Linked DNA regions of Anser cygnoides: region 1 is linked to region 2. The links are chromatin contacts, called in public Hi-C maps. All regions are on one chromosome and are shown on one strand. Each heading gives the region's core, a stretch centred on a gene start, on an enhancer-like site or on the middle of the called end of the contact. The rest is flanking DNA. Distances are from core to core; before and after follow the strand shown.

The links. A called contact is a pair of places that touch in the nucleus more often than the background predicts.
Region 1: a Hi-C map of liver shows a contact between it and region 2, with 4 times the contacts expected there. The contact joins the enhancer-like site here to the promoter of MYD88 in region 2. A contact is called at or near these places in 2 of 7 Hi-C or Micro-C datasets (granulosa cells and liver).

Annotation. Positions count from the first base shown.
Region 1 is chr2:5,809,472-5,816,263 of Taihu_goose_T2T_genome, forward strand. It overlaps LOC136789998 (a long non-coding RNA gene), which reads left to right. Exons shown (of 4, transcript XR_010829040.1): 4 at 329-2,000. Among named protein-coding and RNA genes, the nearest start is that of XIRP1, 5.9 kb to the left of the region's middle. Within about 2 kb of position 4,825, at least 2 of the 3 cell types and tissues checked have open chromatin away from gene starts, as enhancers often do. A contact at or near this core is called in liver, where this site is marked.
Region 2 is chr2:5,628,790-5,635,795 of Taihu_goose_T2T_genome, forward strand. It overlaps MYD88 (MYD88 innate immune signal transduction adaptor), which reads left to right and starts at 1,907. Exons shown (of 5, transcript XM_048062427.2): 1 at 1,907-2,333; 2 at 6,693-6,824. The coding sequence starts at 1,985.

The sequences.
Region 1 (6,792 bases), core at 3,575-6,074, 180 kb after region 2:
AGATAAGAGCACTTGTGGCAGAAAACTACTTGCCTCTAGCTTGAGATGTAAAATACTGGGATGCTGTACCTGGGAAAGACTTTATCTGAGTGACAACTATTTGTTATGGATATGGAGGAAGGAGACTCCACCCTGGAGAGCTCCAGAGGTCTACGGTCATCTGCAACTGTAGAATAGCCACCCACCTGGCAACCAGTTCGGAGACAGACACAGATTTTCTCAGAGGAACTGCTCCGTGCTCTGGGATGCTTCTTGGAGAATGGCACAGAAAAGGAAGGGACTGAGCTGGCCGCAGCTTCTCAGCTTTTTCCATGTCCTCTGTCTGCAGGTGTTGGAAGAAGAGGGTAAAGGTTATGGTGCTGGATGTGAAGATCCACGGAAAGACAACCCCTGGTGCATCCTTCTCCACTCATGGGATCAGGAAAGCAGTAGAAGGCCATGGAACAAACTCCATCTTCACTGACACATCAGCAAACCTCAGCACATAAATTCACTTTCAAAAAAATAAAATAGGGTTAAGAAGACGCATTTTAAGTCAAATTACTCCTAATGCAGGGAATGGGTCTTTTCCACCTCTGCCCATCAATTTTCTTATTCTCCTTGGTCACCCAGTCCAGCTTTGTGACAGAGAAGGGGAAAGAACCAGAAAAAGGTTCAGCTTTAAATCATTTAAAGTAATTTGATGGAAATTATGTGTATGCATCATAAATGGATATATATATATATATTTAATGTCTCCAGTGTTGTGTAGACATGAATCAGCTCTGAATTAAGCAGTAACTGGAGGATTAAGCACCTCTTGCCCTCTTCTGCCAAAAATGTTCTTGTATTCCAGGCTTCAGAAAGGCACAGCAGAAGTCTCAGGCAGTGGATTTGTGATGACTGATCTGACACGTGGAAGTACATTAGGTCATCTGGGGCTCATTTTCTGAATTTAGATAGAGCTCAAGGGACCTACAAGTTATACGTAATTGCTCTTTAATTACTGACACAGACATCCAAACTATGGGATTATGAGATACTTGTACTGAGATTTTGAAAATACTTGTTTTAAAAGCTGTGTTGCTTGTATAGTATGTTTCATAAATGATTTCTATTGCACTTGCAGATATGGTCACTTTTTTTCTGGGGGGTTGGGGTGACATTCAGCAGCTTATGAATCACTGCCTCCCCTCTTTAACATATCTGAAATCAAGACCAGAGAGAGGGAGGCATATTTCTCTGTATTTGCTTTAGAAAATCCATTTTTTTCCCTCCTTTTATTTATTTATTTTTTCCCCAGGTCATTTCACACAATGTTAGAGAAGAGACAGCTTTATTAGATCACAGACACCCACCTCCCACAGTCCAGGAATCATTCCCCATTCTTGCGGTTCTGTCTAATGTTAAACAACTCCACGTGAAGAGCCCCTGGGGGATTTACTTCATGGCAGAATAAACCCATTAGAAGGGAAGTGTTCCCTGATTTTTCATTTATGCCCCCCTTTTCTTTAATACAGTAGGCACAGTAAATGGAAGTACTCTTCTCAGCCCACCCTGAACTGTTCCCACAACCAGCACAGCACCCCCCAGTCACCAAGGGTTTACTGATATTAATTCATTCCATCTCCTCTGATCTGGGAGGGTTTTTTTGTGTAAAATCACTTACATGCTAGAGTGCTTTCCTCCACCTGAGATCTGCCATTTGATAGTCTCCTTGGGGCTCTTCAGTACCACGCTTCTGACTCCTTCTTCATCCCCTCCTTTACAAGACAGGAGGCAAAGTCCCTCAGCAAAGCTGCAATTAAATATTAAAAGCTGATGTGTGATTGGAGCTGGTGTGAATTGGAGAGCTGGCACTGAAGAGCGGAGGAGATGAAGCCTCCTCCTTGCTCCTGTCTGCCTGTTGCCAATTATTAAGGTCTCATCCTTCCCTATAAAACCACCAAGTAAATTCAGAGCCCAGCTGGGGCATGAATAGCCATCTAGACCCACAGCTAGGTTCTGATTTGGGTGTAAATCTGCTGGAATCCTTGTCTAAGGTGGAGCATAAATGAGCTCCTCAGCATGGGGATTTTTAAATGGATGTTTCTGGCAAAGGCCATACATTCATCCTCCAAACTAGGGAGGTTTTTCAGTGCATCTTGTGGTCCCAAATGCCTGTGACTTTGCTGGGGAAGTTTTCCCTGAGCCGTAAGAGAGGGCATCTCTCCAGACTGTTAACAGCTCTAGGGCATGCACTGCTCCTCCTGGCAAAAATGAGGTGGTCAGGACTTCAGGGAGAGAGGGTCCGGATGCAATGAATTGAAATATTTCACTATTAGGGGCAGGGAAGGGCAGTACTGTTTGTGGGGATCCAATTTACGCACCGTCTAAGTCTGATCAAAGTCAGAGTTTAGCAAAGGTAACCCCTCAAAAAGCATCGTGCCCACTAACAGGACTGCTCTGGCACCTGACAATACATGGTTTTCCATGAAGTTCTTTCTGGGCGTTTATCCTGCGCATGCTGGAAGGTTGACCAAGCAACAAAGGCAGTGCGTGAATAAGAGCAGATAATAGTGTGTTGGTTTATAATGAACGAGAGGGGCTGCATTTAACATCAAAAGCTGGAAAATCATTTACCCAGAAAAGCCTAAGCTAAGCAAGAAACCTTTGATACCAGGGGTGAGTTAGGGCAACACAGACAGCTAGATATACGGACCGACCACCTCTGTCATTAATTTATGAATAATAACTTGTACTTTTCTGTGTGCTCTGATTCAAATCTTACTGGAACAAGTAGAAAACTCTTTATTGAGCTCTTATTCCAGCACTTAAAATCAACTGAGAAACATTAACACTTTTATTCTCTACCTTGCACGTATGGTGAGTCTGATTTCATGCGGTAGGTGCTTATGATCTCAGATGCATTTGTTGCAGCAGCACCTAAGGACCAGCCTAGAGCACACCCCCAGCTCTGTACAAATTCAGATGTGTACCAGGCTCGAAACCTTCACCCTCCTCCTGCACTCCCTGGGTCTTCCTGACCTGCTTATTTTCCACTGAACAAGATTCAGTTCTTGGAGGACTGTGCAGGATGCCCTGAACCCTGATGGGAAAATACCAGTGACTTTATAAGCTGCTGGGCTTTCAAGGGACAAATCTGATGGATGTTGGATGGGTTTTTAGTTGCATGGGCAAAGCAAGGCTTTGAAGCTGTGATGCTTCCTTGTTAGGTATTTAATTAGGGAAGAAGGAGTGGACTGACAGCATGAAACAATGAACATTGCTGTCCATCCAATAGTGAGTAATGGAGGCTGCTAAAAGACCCGTGAATTATTTCAGGGACTACCACTATCCAGTTCCTCTCTCCATAAAAAGGCTGCACAAAATAATTCTCTGCATAGCTCCCAGGCACACTCGCTAGATAAAGTGTATTTTGAAACTGTTTTTGCCAGGATTACGGTGCCTTAGGCTGGTTCTTCAGCTACTGTCTCTGCTGGGGGCCTGGCTCAGCGCGGTGATTTTAGTCTTTGGTGTTAGCTGTGCGCTGGGTTTGCTCTCTTGGCAGGCATCTGTGGGAAGATGGGAACGAATTGTTCACACCGAGTAGTTTCTGCGAGAGGTGGGTCCCATGTCCTCTGAAAGCAGGATGGGTGGGCTTGGAAGAAAACAAGTCGTGACTCTTGTATCCCTTTTGGAAATGCAGTAGCTGGTGCTGAAAGAAGAGGGAGAGAAACGTCTGCCCGGTTAGAACTACTCTGCTGAAAAAGCTCTGGAATTGGGTTGACTTGCTTTCAGGTCCCAAATCACAACAGTGGGGTGACTGGTTAGAGGATGAAGGGCACCAGTTCCATTGGGTACCAGTTCCCCAAACACCTTTTCCTTCCACAACCAAGGAAGGAAAATAAAAAGGAGGCTCATTACTGTTGAAAACTCTTGGGGTTTGCAATCTTCCTTCATGCAAGCACCTGGAAGATGTCTTTGTAGAGACTGGGAGCTTTGGCAGGACGTCATTTTTGAGCTTCAGCAGTTTATAGACAACCTCCAGAGGTTAATAGACAACCTCCCTTCCAACCCAAACTGTTCTGTGATTCTGTGGTCACCCAGGTGGGGGAGATGGTAAGGGAGGTGCTGCAAGACCCGTTCTTGGCGTGTTCCCCCGTGCTTTTGGCTTTGCTTGCCATGGTCAACCACTCTGTGGGAACTCTGAGGGTGCTTGATGTGGCCGGATGGGGCAGAGCAGGACGTGCAGGATGGAAGTGTGGTCGGTGTAGCATCCCTGCCAAGGCACCGAGCTCTCCAGCACGGGCACAGCAGGGTAGGCAGCAGGCGGGCAGCCACGAGAGGCAGGCAGAGGGAGCACAGGCAGGGGACAGAGACAGATAGTAGGGAACTTTGATCAGGGACCTATTAATGGTTAACGCAGACAATTATTTCTAGCTGTGTCAAATGGACTGACCTAAGCCCACATGAGATTTGTGCTGACCAGACAGGGAACACAGTTTATATAACCACCTTTTTTTTTTTCTTTTTTTTTAAAAAAAACTTTTTTTTTTTTTTCTTTGCAGTTGTATAATGTTGTTTTGATAGCTGTATTCCCACAATAAAATGTCTGTGCTCTTCTTTCTTTCCCCCCATGTGCCCAGCCCTTTCTGGCTGCTCTGGGTGGCATTGCTGCATGCGCATTTGTGCCCTGTGTGTCAGACACCCATGTGTGGGGATGGTGCAGGGTGCGAGCGAGCATGAGAAGGAATAAATCAATGTGGGTTAGGGATAGCAATCTGCTATTAGTTATAAACAGACTGATGCATAAAAGGTTTTCTGGAAAATGCTGGTTGCAATGTGCGTCTTCTCCAGATTTGATCCCCTGTCAGGGAACTCACAACCGGCTACAAGCAGCGGAGGAAAGAGCCACATTTTGCACTCTCCCCAGCTTGTTCATCCCATTTTGGGGGGCCAAGGACAGCTGTGTGCCCCATGTGGCGGCAGGGCTGTGTGTGTGGCAGCGCAGCGAGGGGTGTAATCCTGTAGCTGAAGGCACCATGCAGGGAGCCGGTGCTGGCAGAGCTGATTTCTTTCTTTTCGTCTGCTGGGCAGGGCTCTGCACCAGCAGTTTGTTGAGGATGGGTGCACTGGAGGAGGAAAAATCCCTTGCGAAGTCTCTCACATTGCCTTCCCTCTACTCTCCGTCTGTTTCTTATGGAGAAGTATCTGGATCATCGCAGTCATTTCCATAATTATTGGTTTCATGTTAAGTAACCAAAAAATTATCTATCAAACGCACATGTGGAACTAATGGGGCTTATTTGAAAAGACCTGTCTTTGCGTTTGCAGCTGGCACATCGCTCGGTCCATTTTAATGAGCTTCCACAGCACTGACATGTGCTGGGCTGGGAGCTCACATGTGCGATCCTGTGCCTCCTGGGAGCATAGTGCACAGGAAAACGGGTGCAAAACTGGCTGGGTGAGGCTGCACAGTCCCTTTGAATGCTCCCTGCTAAATACTGCCATGTCGTTTTTCCTATTTACTCATTTTGGGTATCAAGGTGGAAAGCCTGGGAGACTGGCTTTTCTCGGGAGACCTCTGTTAACGGCTGGATTTTGTGTGGGTTGGAAATACCGTGGAAAGAAATTTAGTAATTTCCACTTCAAAAGGTTGGCTGGCCTCCAGCTTTCTTAAGGAAAGAAAAATAATCCCAAAGTAGAAGTTCTTCAGACTCCACAGTCTCAGGTTCAGGTGGAGGTTGGGTTGCAGAGAAGTGACATGGGCAAAGTTGTAGGGCCCAGGGGAGGAGAAACATCTGAGGGCATCTCCAGCTTTTGCTTGGTCTTGGACCTTGCCAGGAACACAGTGGCCCTCATTCTGATATTTTAGGGTCTGATTCTGAGAATAGCACCAGCACAGCCTATAGGACCTGAGGTCTGTGGGTGGAAAACTCCCTGACCTTCTACCACCAAGGTTTATTGGATTGTGCAATGCCATTTAGACACCGGGTCGGGGAACGAGGACTCAGGTCCCACGACACTTTTAAGATGCCAAAGAAATGTTTTCATCATGTGGGACATCTAAAACAAGCTTTCAAGCCAAGACTGTCCTTGCAGCCAGCCCTTCCCAGAAATGGCCTTTGCTTTAACAAACTGGTGTTTTCTGCTCATGTTTCCTTACCTGCCCCCAGGCTCTGTCCCGTACCAGACACCCTCTGGTATTTCTGCAGCAGGGACCTTACAAACGAGCTGAACACTCGTGGAGCAAGCCAAGGGATCACAGTGGCTCCATGTTTCCTGCATTGGCATTGCACTCAGGCTTGGCCCAGCTCCCCAGGGAGCAGAGAGGTCCTCTGGCAATGCTCCGATGACAGCTTCCCCAGGAAGCTCTTATTCCAAACCGGCACGAAACGTCCCGCAGACATCTCCACCATGGCCAGACAGACCCTGCACCTCCACGGGCTCATTGCAGTGCCCACAGCTTTATGTGGTGCATCTTTAGGATGTGACTCATCCCCCACCAAATCCCCAAATGCTGCTGCTTGAAACCTGCTTTGCCCCATCACCCAGCTGGATTTGGTGCCCACAAATGTGCCTCTCCTGGCACCAGTGAGGCACCTGGCCATGCCATAGGGCCCCCGTGCCCATGCTGGGGAAGGGGACATGGGCTTTCCCCCCCCTGAAGTGGGAGGAAAGACAGAAAGGGGAGGACTAGAAATTAATAAAATAAAGCTGCCTTTATTTTCTGCATGCAAACTAAACCCAAGCAACTAAATGCTAAGTGGCTGTCCTCACCCTGGGTGCTCTGCTTGTCCCACGAACTGCTTTTTCTCCAGCAAAGACTTA
Region 2 (7,006 bases), core at 657-3,156:
TGGCCTGGAAGCCATAAACTGTTCAACTCAGAGCTGAGAACCGTGGGTTGTACTCAGCACCAACAACCAGTCAAAGCGGTTTTACAGCCACTGTAAACGTTTTGATTTTATGCAGAATGGAAGAGTTTGGGAGACTGGAGAGAGCTGTCTTTGGGCCATCATGGACAGAGAGCCCAGGTTTGAACTCCTTGCGCCTAGGAGCAGGCCCCTCTCAGCAGAAGGGACACGGCTCTGGGATTTATTACCACTAGGGATCCATGCAGACCTCTTTGGTAAAGAATAACATAATTCTGCTAAATCTCTTAGTTATTTAGGTAGATGAGTTCAGGACTGCATTGAGAAAACAACCGATGTGGAACACAAAAGCGAGATCTTCTGTCAAAAGGAAACAAATCGAGTAGCTTCTTAGGGAGTGAACACCCTATAAGGGGTGTTTGGACCTCATATGATAATCCTGCCATTTGTTGGGTAACAGGAACTGATGAGTAGCTCCTGATGATGGAAAAGGGTCAGCTTCAGGGGTTGCTGCTTAAAAGAAATAATTGTATCCCAAATAAAAGTCTGGGACAAAACAGTAGCCCAGATCTTGGAGTACCTGAACAGGCCTTATATTCTGGGCATCGCTTGTTCAAACCTAATTAATTGGAAACCCAACTGCAAAGCCACTGAGATCCTGACAGATGTCCTGTTCTTGATCCAAGCAGAAGTGCGTAAGAGGGGATTGCTCTCAGCTCATCCCCTTATGATGGTAAGTTGCTGCTCTCACCTGCTCCCTCGCAGAGCAGCATCTGAGGGATCCTAACCAGGATGGGTGAAATCTCCTGGGTTAGCTGGAGCTGTTGTTGGCATGAGCTAACTTGGAGAATCGGGACATGGCTGCTGCTGGCAGAATTGGCAGCTCCAAAGCTGAATGTGCAAAAGTGCCTCAGCTTTTGAGTGGAAAGGGAGCAGAAGCACAACGATAGACACGGAGATTGTGTGTACCTCAGCAGTCAGCCTTCCCTTGTGAATATGGTGATCTGGGTGTCAGGTAGGAGAATCACAGAATCATTAACGTTGGAAAAGCCCTCCAAGCTCACTCATCTGTTCCAACCATCCCACTCCCACCAATGTCACCACTAAACCATGTCCCCAAGCACCGCGTCCAACCTCTCCTTGAACACCCCCAGGGACGGTGACGCCACCACCTCCCTGGGCAACCCGTCCCAATGCCTGACTGCTCTTTCTGAGAAGAAATGTCTCCTCATTTCCAACCTGAACCTCCCCTGGCACAGCTTGAGGCCATTCCCTCTTGTCCTGTCACCAGTTACCTGTGAGAAGAGGCCGACCCCCAGCTCCCCACACCTTCCTTTCAGGTAGTTGTAGAGAGCAATGAGGTCTCCCCTGAGCCTCCTCTTCCCCAGACCAAACACCCCCAGTTCCCTCAGCCGCTCCTCGCAGGACTTGTGTTCCAGGCCCTTCACCAGCTTCAAAGCCCTTCTCTGGACACTTTCCAGGGCCTCGATCTCCTTGTACTGAGGGGCCCAAAGCTGCATACAGCACTTTAGGTGCGGCCTCACCACAGCAGAGTACAGGGGGACGATCACCTCCCTGCTCCTGCTGGCTGCACTGCTCCTGATACCGGCCAGGATGCCGTCAGCCTTCTTGGCCACCTGGGCACGCTGCTGGCTCGTGTCTAGGTGAGCATCGATCAGCACCCCCAGATCCTTTAGAGAAGCCTGGAGCTTGGCAATAACAGAAAATGTGGATTCCTGCAGTGCTATTTGGGCCAACCGCTTGGATTTTAAATAATAAATAAATAAATAAATGAGTGAATAAATAAAAGGCTCCTCCATCCCGCAGCCTTCCTCCTTTCGCCTCCCTCCGGGGGCGGCAGCGGGCAGAGGCAGAGGCAGAGGCGGGCCCTGCCCCGTGAGGCGAGGCGGGGCGGGAAGCCCGAGGGCAGCCGGGGGAGGGAGGGAAGAAGCCGAAAGCGGCCCCGGCCATGGCCACGGCCCCGGCCCCGGCCCCGGCGGGCTCGGCCTCAGCCTCGGGCTGCCCCCCGGAGCTGGCCGCCGTGCCCATGGTGGCGCTCAACTACGGCGTGCGGCGCCGCCTCGGCCTCTACCTCAACCCCCGCACCGCCGCGGCCGCCGACTGGACGGCGCTGGCCGAGGAGCTGGGCTGCGAGTACCTGGAGATCCGGCGGCTGGAGGCGCTGCCCGACCCCACCGGGGCGCTGCTGGACGAGTGGCAGAGCCGCTGCCCCGGGGGGGCCACCGTGGGCCGCCTGCTCGAGCTCCTGCACCGCCTGGAGCGCCACGACGTCTTGGTTGACCTGGCCGCCAGCGTGGGTGAGGCGCGGCCGCACCTCGGGGCTCGGGGCGGGGGGAGGCCGGGGGTGAGATGGAAACGGGCACAAGGACCCCGGGTTTCTCCTGGGGATGTCCCCAGAGGGAGTGTGAGGCTAAACTGAGCTCCACGTCTCCTTGCTGGGGATTTTTCGGGGGGCAGGGGGTGCTGCTCGGTCACACACCGACGCAGCAGCCCCTTCCCGGCACCTCCTCACAGGGCTTCCAGGAGAGAAGGGAGGAGCGCGCCCCGGTTCTGCTAACCGTGAGCCCTGCGAAGCAATCGCGAGCCTCATCTTATCCAGAGGCCCCACTCAGTTCCTTTTAACACGTCCAAGGATGCTTTCGGCAGGCTGGGCCAGGAGGAGGCTCAGGGGTTGGACAGTGTGAGAGTGGTGGGGTGGTAGGAGGATATTTGGGGTGAGGGATGTGCAGAACGACCTGTCGGGTCTGGGTACCGGAGGGGAAATTCATTTCCATGCAAACTGAAAAGTTACGAGGCAGAATCAGCACAAGCAGTGAATGTGGAGACCCCACAGCTGCTTTTATAACCCGTGCTTTGTAGACTCTGCTCGTGATTGCAGGAATTCACAGGGAAGCCGGCTGTAAGAACTGAAGGGGAACTTCACTGCCGAAGCACTTCCAAAGCCAGAGGCGGCTCTGAAGCCGGGTGTTATAGCGTGTAGTTTACTGGGTTACCGATGAAGAAATAATAAATCTCATTTCCTGTTACTGCAAGAACTGAAGATGTAGGAATGTGGCTACGTAGAGAGCCTGACTAAGAACCGACGGAGGGCTTTCCTGTATTCCCGCTGCTCTACCCAATGAAGAACGCTCTGAAGACTCTGCTTGAGGAAAGAAAAAACAAAAATCAGTATGTTTTGTGATCCCCTGACCATAACCGGCAGCAGAAGCTTGCAGCTGCGTGAGGGAGCCGGGGTATCAGAAGAACGGCGTGCATCGCTCACCGAGGCTGCTCGTGGCCCCGAATTTGGCCGAGCCCCCAGGAGGGAGCGCAGTGGGCTGACTTCTTCAGACCCCGGACAGACAATAGCGGGGTGAGCGGGAGGAGCCAGAGCTCCAGGAAAGTCACAAGTTTAGCCCAGTTGTGGGCCACGCTGATAAGAGGAGACGGATAAATTCTTGGAAGAAAAACCCGCTGAGGGTTATTCGGTACAAAAATATTGCCACTGGCTCAGGAAATGTCTGAACTGCGAGTTGTCCAGAATGTATATTTTACAAACAGATTATAGCTAAAAGATTAATTTTGGAAAATATCACTCCATGTTTACTTTATTCTTCTGTTCTCCCTTAGACATCTGGTTTTGACCATTGTTTGGACAGTTAGATGGACCCACAGCCTGACCCAGTGTGGCCATTCGTGTCTTTTATGATTTTTGGCTGAGGATTGCAGCTGTGGCCTGCAGTCTGTTGCTAGTTCTCCAAACTCTTGCAGAAGTCGGAGCTATTTATTTTATAAGAGGAAAGACAATGGACGGTTGCATAAACTGTCATGTGCGGTATGTCCTGATGCCAAAGGCATCTTCGTGTACTAGGACTTCACGTATTAGGACTTCAGCTGTGGGATTCAGCTCAGAGATTAAAACATCAGTATCGAGGTTCCTGTGGTCTGTGCTTCCGTTACAGGAGGTGCAGATCTGGGGCACGATGCAGCTGCCCCCACAAAGGCATCTCGGGTTGTATGACAGGCCTCAGGACGTCCCGCATGGCCTCTACCTCCTGATGGATGCAGGTCATTATAAGTCCAGTGTTGTACCTGCAGGTACAGGGGTCTCGGGCACTCCAGGATCTCTCAAATGACGCTGGATGCCCTCGTGGGGGCAAATCAGCCGAGCTCCTTTGGGACACAGCGTCCCCGTTAAACACGACTTGATGCTGTGCAGCTCCAAAGGATGCTTTTGGTTTGTGGTTTCTTCTTCAGAACCAGTCCCCTCTCCTCATCACGCGCTCCATTCCTTGCTGGATGGCCGCGCGAAATGTTTAGGATGCCAAAAATTGGGGTCTCCTGCAGTCCTGAACAGTGTCCCTTGGGGCCACCCTGTGCCATAGGGCAGCAGGCAGCAGCTCCCCTGGTTACGCTGTCTGGAGTACGGACGTTGCGGGGTGCAGCTTTTCCATCTTAGCAGATGTGCCCTATGTTTAATTTTTCTCAGCAGCTTATTTCATTGTACGATCATCTTTAGGGATGTAAAGCTCAGTGATTTTTAAGTCTTCCTGACCAGTTACAAGTGCTGCTTTCCTGCTTGACAGGGCGTGGGTCTGTTCTCTCTCTTACAAGGACCACATGCTTATCTTTTGCACTTTGGGTTTCATGGATTTATCCTCTCCAATACCTTTTATTCTTTCTTTCCAATATCTCAGGCTTTGTTTGACCGTTCAAAGAATGTAAAGCCGACACCGTGTTGTTACTAGATGCTGGGCAGAATGGTGTACCTTAGCTTGGAGTACCTTCTTGCTGCTCCATGGGCTGGTTTGCATCCCGTTTCTTCTTGGACCTTCGGAGTTGTCTTTGACTCTTGTTCGTTCTCATTAACCTGTGCCTGACCAGGCAGTGATTCCTGCTGGGGACTGATCCACGCCAAATTACTGCAGGTCTTTCATCCTTTCAGGTTCACTGGCAGTTCAGGTTTATCCTGCAGGAATAGGTGGGATTGCAGCACGATGCCATCAAAAATCTGTGCACGTGTCTGGTCCGGGTGAACCAGCAAACACCTGAACGAGCTGGGAGTGGAGAGGTGACCAAGCTGGGGACCAAGCTGCAGAAACTCAGCTCAGGCCGGCACAGATGCCACTTCGGCAACGAGGAGAAAGAAGAAGAGAAGACAGAGAACAAATACATTTAAAAAGAACACCTCCGTAGCAAGAGCTGATCCTGTGATCAACTCTTTATATAAATAATTGCCAATTGTTGCCCACACAGCACTGGATATTTTGGACTGCCAGCCTGGCTACCCACCGGAGCAGGCACAGCGAAGGTGCTGCCACCAACCCTTCCCGTGCAACTTCTCGGCCCGTCAGCCAGTTCAAAGCAGCTTCGGTGATGATGCCAAAGGCACGGGCTTACCTGACTCAAAACGTGCTTCAGCGGGGAAAGACCTGAGGTCTGAATCATCTGGGTGGTAAAGAACGCGGCTGACTCCTCTCTGTGCTGACGAACTGGGGAGAAAGGGGGAAGCGAGGCGGACTGGGGATGCCTCAGCCTGAGGAAAAGCTTTCATCAGATCTGACTCCTTGTTATAATGCACTCAGGGGATGCAAAGCAGCGAGACGGAAGCAGAGGATGGGGCTTCAGGAGCTGGGCTTCCCGGGGACCTGCTCGTAACTGCAGACAGGATGCTTGCAGGCAGTCCTTCCCTCTGCCAGGGCTGCTGTGCCAGCCACCTCTGTCGCTTTTTCAGCCTAACCCTCAGAGCGACTGGTGCTTTCTGACGGCTACTTGTTTGGTTTCTTTTTGTTTCTGAATATTAAGCGCAGCAGAAGGCAGATGGGAGGTTCGTCTTTTTGGTAATTGCCAGTTTCAAATCTCCTTTTACTTTCAAGTTCTTCTGTAATTGTGCGTTGCAGGGTAGCAGAGGCTGCAGGATTTCTTGTCACTTCTCCAAAGACTTTAGTATATTAGATTTACCATTCATTTTTGAATAAAATCTGTTTGTAATAGATCACGGCTGTTCTGGTTGGGAAATTCATAGCAGCAGACCTTCTTGCCCTTGAGTTATCCCAGCGCCTGAGCTAAAAGAAGATTTCTGATAGCTGTTGGAGAATATAAAGCCTGTTTCAGGGGCTTGCTGGAATTTTGCCTGTCCCTCCTGTTTGTGATGAGCACACGTACTCATCGTGACCTACAGCTCTGGCTTACGAAGGCTGGTGGTGTGAAATCAGCCATTGTGTGACATTTATTACTAAAAGGAAAAACAGGAGGAGTTCTAACTGAGATTCCCCCTGCCCCAAGTTATCTGACATTGTTAAATACTTCAACATCACAGCAATGGCAGCCTGCAGTAGGTTAAGACTTGTTACATCCATGAGGCGTGCTGCTTAGAGTGTATGGGGATATACTAGAGCTGAAGTTTAAAACAAACAGAGGAGAGTTCTTTACACAGCAAGAGTGACCTTCGGGAGCTAAATGCTAGAGGAGATGGTGGAGGCAGCAACGAGAGGTTTGAGAAGGGGTTAGATAAACTCCAGGCCTACACGTCCACAAACAGACACCAAAGAAAACCAGGCAGGGTTTTACTCCTTAATATCCCTAATCCATGACATAGATATTCCCGTTTCGAAGAGCTTCTGCAGTGTGAAAGCACCATCCCAGGAGCCTCACGTGTTGCTGCTGTGTTTTTGCAGAGGAGGACTGCAAGAAGTACTTGAAGAGGAAGCAGCAGCAAGCTGACCAGCCGCTGCAGGTGCCGGCGGTAGACAGCAGCGTGCCGAAGACGTCGGAGCTGATGGGCATCACCACCAGGGACGATCCGTACGGTGAGTGCCCGCGGTCACACCGCTGCACGATGCCTCACGTGGAAATCGTGTTCAGCTGCCCAGCGCACCCCCGTGAGAAGCGCAGAAAAGCAGTTTGGTTTCAGTACCAGTGCCTTTATATAACCCAGGCCGGAATGCTTTGGTAGTCTGCAGGCATTTTCATTTTTCCCTGGGCAGAGAGA